Linked DNA regions of Mus musculus: region 1 is linked to region 2. The links are chromatin contacts, called in public promoter capture Hi-C maps. All regions are on one chromosome and are shown on one strand. Each heading gives the region's core, a stretch centred on a gene start, on an enhancer-like site or on the middle of the called end of the contact. The rest is flanking DNA. Distances are from core to core; before and after follow the strand shown. Region 1 overlaps Arf2 (ADP-ribosylation factor 2). Region 2 overlaps Nsf (N-ethylmaleimide sensitive fusion protein).

Region 1 (3,556 bases), core at 609-3,108, 110 kb after region 2:
ATGCCAAGGGAGAATCACAAGTTCAAAGTCTGCCAGGGCTGCTGAATAAATTCAAGACCAGCCTCGTCAACTTTGCAAGATGTTTTTAAAAAAAAATTTTTTTTTTTTCTACCCCGAGGATGTAACTCAGAGCTCGGGGCTAGAATGCTTTGCCAGTGTGCTGGAGGTCAGCCCCATGCTGGCTTACCTGTTAGACTAGAATCTAGACTCTCTGATTTCCTAACTGATAACTCTAGAGTACATAAAATGGCTCTTTAGTTCTGACATGGATTTTTCTCTTTGATTTGTGGGCTCAGTTTTGGTGGGAGGGTGGCAGTTTGAAACAGGGTCTTTTTGTGTAGCTCTGGCTGTCCTGGAACTCTAAATCTGTAGACTAGGTTGGCCTTGAACTCAGGAATACACCTGCCTTTGCCTCCCAAGTGCTAGGACTAAGGCGTGCACCACCACCATCCATTTAATTACTGAGTGGCAGTTTATCTCTCAAAAGAAAAGAGAAGAGAAAGGGATACAAAGAGAACAGGTTTATTTCTCAGTTTACCTCCCCCACACAACCATATTTATTTCTTTTGTTTACACATACTTTTTTCTACAAGTGTAGCTAATATGATAAATATAATTGTTTATAATATAGTACATATATACATTATACATATGCATAATACAATATATCACAATATAATACATAAGATATATTCCATGATATAATACATATAAAATAATATAATATAATACATATATTTCCCTTACTTGCAGGGTGAGGGGCAAGGCTGAGATCAAACCTAGGCCCTTCCATATGCTAAGCAAGTGCTCTTCTTGATATGTAGGTGAGGCTTGCCTGGAATTCATGGTCCTCCAGCTATATATGGCTCCTCTACAAACTCCTCATGTATCAGTGTGCCTTTTCTCTTGTAAGTGTAGTCATTCTGATGGTGGTTTCCTAGATAAAGACCTGCATTAAAATAGTACAAAGTAGGACCTACTATAAAATTTAATTTATTATTTTTTTTCCAAGACAGAGTTTCTCTGTGTAGCCCTGGCTGTCCTGTACTCACTTTGTAGACCAGGCTGACCTCGAACTAACAGAGATCCACCTGCCTCTGTCTCTTGAGTGCTGAGATTAAAGGCATGTGTCACCACACACAGCTTCTATTTTATTTTTATTTTTTTAAAGATTTATGTATTTTTTTATTAGCATTGATGTTTTGGCTACTTATATGTCTGTATGAGGATGTCAGATCCCTTAAAACTAGAGTTACAGACAGTTGTGAGCCTCCATGTGGGTGCTGGGAATTGAACCCAGGTCCTATGGAAGAACAGCCGGTGCTCTTAACCATTGAGCCATTTCTCCAGCCCCCTATTTTATTCTTAAGGAAAAATATTTTATTTAAAATACTCTATTTTAAAGCACCTGGTTTGGCTCTTGATCTCAGAGGACCCCACCCATGGCCGCTTGGGTCTCATTCACACGAACAGCGTCACCTTTTTGGGAGTATACAGTAGAGGACATGGCGTTTTTCGTGTGTTAGCAAAGTGAGAACAGTCACTTGTGCTCTGTGGGTTTCGCATTGGCAGCTAAGGCTCTGCTTGAATTTCCACATCAGTGGTCTACTTAGTCAGAATTGGAATCCAGAACTTCAGGTAGCATACCAATCCTGTGTGGGTAGGGACTTGAATTTTCCCTTTTTAATCTGATGTGATATATCAGACACAGCCTTGACTTACATGAAAATTCTAAGCATGTCAGAAGCCTTGAGAGCTCTTGTCTGCTGGGTAGACTGCCTGGAGGGCCTGGGACACACAGAGGCACGGGCAGAGGACTAGGCCCAGTTTTCTCCCTTGGACAGTTGTGAAATCTCTGTCATCTGACCCTACTTCCTTCTCTACTAGAGTCTCTCCTCCTGCAGTCTCCCCATGAAAAGTGCCCTGAGCTGGGCACAAGCGCAGTTCTCTCAGCAGCTTACTGTATCTTCAGTCCCTCTGCCTCTGTCCTGTCCTGTGGACTTCCTGTGGGGTTTTTCTGCTGCCTTGTTTCCTCATGGAGCTCTTGAAGGTACCTTGACCCCGTCGATGGCCCTTCTAATATCTGCAGAGACCCATCAGTCTCTGACCAAGTGTTTTCTTCCAGGCAGTTTCCCCATTTGAATCACTTGACCTGGCGTCTGATAATCTGCTGACACTTTGAGACCTCCAGAGTGCCTACAATTTAAGAGTGTTAGGGTCCAGCCCTGTAGTATTCCCACCACGATCCGATTGAGGTCCAGAAGAATCTGCTTGTTTCCATTCACATCCCAGAAATAGAGTAGCTGTCACTACTGGTTGTTCAACCTAGGATCCAGGAAGTTCTTTGGATAACTGGGTCACATTTTTGTCTCAAAGGCCTTGCTTTTACCCAAACATCAACTTGTTATTGTTATTGTCATTGTGGAATACTGACTGAGTCGCTGCCCACCCCTGTAGATTCTTCCTGCTTTACTGCTTCCTCCACCAATAAGGCAAGTCTATACAGGTTTTAGCCCTTCCTTTAGTTGTAATGTGGTGCTTCCTTCAGCCTGCTCTGGCTTTTTGACCTCCTGAGATTTCTCTGCTGATACAGTGGAAGCTGCAAGGCTGACACCCACTACTCTGAGCTGGGCTGCCTTGCACAGTTTAGACTCTTATTTTGAAGGACACAATGACTTTTGTCCTCAGCTATAGCGGGGTGGGGTCCCCCAGCCACCCTTACTTCCTGCTGGGTGGTTATAATTCGGCAGCTTTCACTCCACTAGCTGGTTTACTAGCTTGTGAGGATGAAGCACAGACTCAGGATAGACTCTACTTGAAATCACAGTTTTATTACAGCAAAGGACATACATGCAGCAGTGAACAGGAAAGACCCTAGAGGGTGCCTGCCAGCCACAGCTTCTATTGTCCACTGTTCCAGAATTCAGGGAGCAACCCTTTTCTGCTAGCACATGAATGTGAGATAGTGAACAGTGCTGCCCCCAGGGAGGCCTGTGTGAGCTCCTCGAAGCATTGTTTTATTGGGACTTCATTATAGAGGCACATGGAGTGAATTGTTTGACCATGTGAGTTAAACCCCAGCCTCCCTCCTTCCCCAGAGGCAGTCTTATTAGTATAAACTAGCTGGTGGGCTCCCCACCATCAAAGACTCCCCTCCCATTGAAAGTTCTGTTGACAAAAGGACAACCAAAGTCTTTACTGTGGGTGTCCATAGACTCTTGACATCCTCACAAATGTGACCTAAAAATGTTGAGGGTTTTATAACTTTCAGGTGCCTTGGGTATGTATGGAAGGACAAACAATTTCCCTTTTTGTCTCATGGGGACAAACAGCTTTCATATGACTTGGAATGTCCAGTAGCATCCAGCACTGTTTGCCTGGGAGCTGCCACCTTGACTGTTCATTTTTGTGTTGCCTGTCTTTCCTTCAGGCTTCCTCCCTCAAGCCCTTCTACCTGCTTTCCTGGGACCACTTCCAAGGCAGCAGACCCACTCCTAGCCTTCAGGTCACTCTCTGTTTTAGGGATCATCCTTAAACACTGTCACTGTATACACCG
Region 2 (3,449 bases), core at 610-3,109:
TCACTACCATGCCCAGTTTATCTACCTTGTATTTTATGTGGCAGTATTCTAGACTACTTTGCATCAGTACAAAGTAATGTGGGGATCTTACAAGTACTGACATGAAATGGGGCCCAAGATATAATGGACAACGAAAAATACAAATCTCAGTACAATTATACTTATGCCCCTTTCGATAAATTATGTGCGCATATACATATAAATTCGGAGAAATCAAGCGACAAGGGTATATCCCAAATACTGGTTGACTCTAGAGAGGGGGGGAGCTGTTAGAGCTTTTCTCATTTTTCCTGTATGTCTGGCATCCTTGAATCCTTAATACCTGACACAGACTGGCTTTATAAAGAAAAGACATTACCAGTCTCAGTTTAGGATGCTGAAAGCCTAAACAAGCTGGTGTAGGCGCTGGCAAGGGCCCTGGAGTAATGACATGCGTGGGAGGAAACATTCCCATCTCCAAGCAGGAAGCTGGAGGGCTTGCTCTTCTAAGAACCCTCTCTTATGCACTACCAGGGCCCCAGAATGCATGACTCAGCTATTCCTAAAGGCAGGACCCCAGGGATAGAGCCACTAAGGAGACTGAGGCAGGAGGCGCTAGAGTTTGAGGCCAGCCTGGTCTACTACAACTTTGCCTAAAAACATAAAGAGAATGTGTTACGAGGGGCTTTGGGTATGAGGGTATGGAGGTACACAGAGGATGTTTACCAAGGCTGGCAACAGCTAGTGCAGAGATGCCGAATGTCCCCACCCCCGGGGCATGAGTATGCCATTTAGTCTAATCTGCACATTATACACTGCATACATGTATTAGAATCTAGCCTATAAATATGGCTAATTGTTGTATATGTCAATTATATATATATTTTTTAAAAATTTAAGTCAGACATTGTGGCTTATTATGTGCAATCCCAGCAGTTGGGAGGCTGGGGCAGGAGGAGACAGTTCTAGGCTAGCCTGGGCTACACGGTGAAGACAGTTAGGGAGGAGTTCTAGGCTAGCCTGGGCTACATGGTGAAGCCAGTTAGGGAGAAGAGAGTTCTAGGCCAGCCTGGGCTACATGGTGAAGATATGGAGGAGAGAGTTCTAGGCCAGCCTGGACTACATGGTGAAGACAGGAAGAAGAGAGAGAGTTCTAGGCTAGCCTGGAATACACAGTGAAGATAGTTAGGGCTGCACAGAAGATCCTGAGTCAACCACAGAAGGTTATAAATGAATTAAATTGGCTACGAGTTGAGGGAGGAGAATAAGCTGTTTTCAGGCACTCCAGGAATTATTAAAGTTACCCAACTATAAATAATATTATAGTGCTAAATTACTTCTTGTTCATTAGAATAAATGTTGAGTTTTTCCTAGCTAACAGTTACTATTTTATCAACATCAATACAATTTTACTTTTAAAAAATCAACAATTCTGAACTTCTACTCATTTAAAAACCCTTTCCCCAATTTGGTTGAGCTGACAAGCTATTTTCTGCCTTTTATTTGTGCCAGCTGATCAATACAGAAACAGTGACACCTTCCAGCTGAGACACAAACTCATAAGCTCGTATTTCAACACCAGCAAATATCAGTGGTCACCCTTACGCTTCGTGACCTTCTAAACCTGACCTTTCCAGGCTCTCGTCATTCCTCTGAAATTAAGCAGGGGACGACTTTAATCAGCTAAAAGGTCTCTGGAAAAGAAGTCATTTTACTAAAGTTCACCAACACAGCTAAGGGAAGAAATCTGAGTTATGAATCTTCTCTACCTGTAGCAGAATTCCTCTCAACATAAAAACAACCAGATGTCACATGAGTTTTAGTTAAACAAACACAGGTTCAAGTACAACGACACAAACACCAGGCAGTTCATGACTATGCTTCCTGCTTGTTACAAAAAACCGAAGACTGCCATCCACCAGGAAGGCCCCTCTTGTCGACCTAGCTCAGTCTTTGCTTTGGCCCAATTGTTTTGAAAAGGAAATAGAAGTAAAACCAACATTTTTTTGGACCTTGAAAACAGAATATCATAATGACTTGCTGGTTACTGTAAATGTTTTAAAGTTCTAAAACCAACTTTTAAATTTTATTTAAGTTTATTATTAGTATGCTGGGTGGCAGTAGCACGTGCCTCTAATTCCAGCACTTGGGAGGGGGAGGCAGGTAGATCTCTCAGAGTTGGAGGCCAACTTGGTCTACAGGGCGAGTTCCAGGATAGCCAGGGCTACACAGAAAAACTGTTTCTGATAACAACAACAAAAAATGGGGAGAGAGGGAGAGAGAGAGAGAGGGAGAGAGAGAGAGAGAGAGAGTTGTGTATGTGCGTGGATGCAGATGCACGGACTGTGTGGGTTGGAGCATGCCTGACACTATGTGCCTGTGGATGTCAGGGGACAACTTGGAAGAATTACTTCTTTCCTACCAGGTGAGTCCTAGGGTAGAACTCTGGTTGTCAGGCTTGGCAGCAAGCACCTTTACCAACTGAGTCATCTCACTGACCCCTTACTAACACTGATGTGCAGGCCTGGAGACCTTAAGACTCCCTGAGCGCACAGGAAGACAGAAGAAAACCAGCTTCAGCAGGGTTGCCCTTTGCCCTCCACACAAGTGCCCTGGCGTGTGTGTACACTGCAAACTTCCCCCTTTCTCATCCACACGGTACTAAATGGACGATTTAAAAATAATACACATGTAGGCTTATTGCTTTACAAAATACACATGGGTTGGGAGATGACTCAGCAACTAAGGGCACTTGCTGCCCACTGCCCATCCCCACCCCCAAATAAATGGATAAATTTAATAAAAAATGTAAAGACTACATGTACATGCTGCTCAGTGTTCACCTTCTGTGAACTGTGGGATATTCCAGGATGAATAAGATGTGGACTTAAAGGTTAGAATATTGATGAGCAAACATTTTCTGAATAGCCTTTATAGGCCACATATTCCGCAGCAAAAGCGGCTCAGCCATTACTGCATAGCCACAGCCACAGCCACAGCCACACACAGTGATGGATAAGACTCTGTACGTTTAGCTTTATTCAGAGAACTCGTGGTGGCTGGGTCTGACCAAGTGCAGTCTAGAACCAACCACAGGGAGCCCCCAAATAACGGAGACGTGCTCAACCTCAGGCCGTTACTTCCTGTCTGATCTGCTCTCTTGTCCCGTGTCACCAACTCCACTCCTACCTGACACAGCTGCAGAGAGATCTTCTGTTTTGACGCTCTGTCACTACTGCTCTCAAACCTCTGCAAGGGGAAGAGTCTGCACTTCTCCGCAGAGAATGAAAGGCTCTTTGTGCTCATCCTCAGCTTTGGCTCCCGGCTTTCCCAGCACTACCTCTAGGGTCCACGCTGAAACAATAGGAAGTTACTCTAGCCCATCACTCTACTTGTGTCCCTGTGCCTCTGCCGATGCTCCTTTTATACGCATCCTTCTGGAAGAAGCCTCTGTGAAGGCTTCTCTGTGC

The links. Capture Hi-C pulls out chosen DNA fragments and counts their contacts.
Region 1: a promoter capture Hi-C map of liver shows a contact between it and region 2. The contact joins two enhancer-like sites. A contact is called at or near these places in 3 of 9 other capture datasets (adipose tissue, liver and pancreatic islet).

What each region holds. Positions count from the first base shown.
Region 1 is chr11:103,977,708-103,981,263 of GRCm38.p6, forward strand. All of the region lies in intron 3 of Arf2 (ADP-ribosylation factor 2), which reads left to right. Among named protein-coding and RNA genes, the nearest start is that of Arf2, 13 kb to the left of the region's middle. Within about 2 kb of position 1,859, at least 53 of the 459 cell types and tissues checked have an H3K27ac peak or open chromatin away from gene starts, as enhancers often do. A contact at or near this core is called in liver, where this site is marked.
Region 2 is chr11:103,866,347-103,869,795 of GRCm38.p6, forward strand. All of the region lies in intron 12 of Nsf (N-ethylmaleimide sensitive fusion protein), which reads right to left. Among named protein-coding and RNA genes, the nearest start is that of Gm35311, 9.2 kb to the left of the region's middle. Within about 2 kb of position 1,860, at least 14 of the 459 cell types and tissues checked have an H3K27ac peak or open chromatin away from gene starts, as enhancers often do. A contact at or near this core is called in liver, where this site is marked.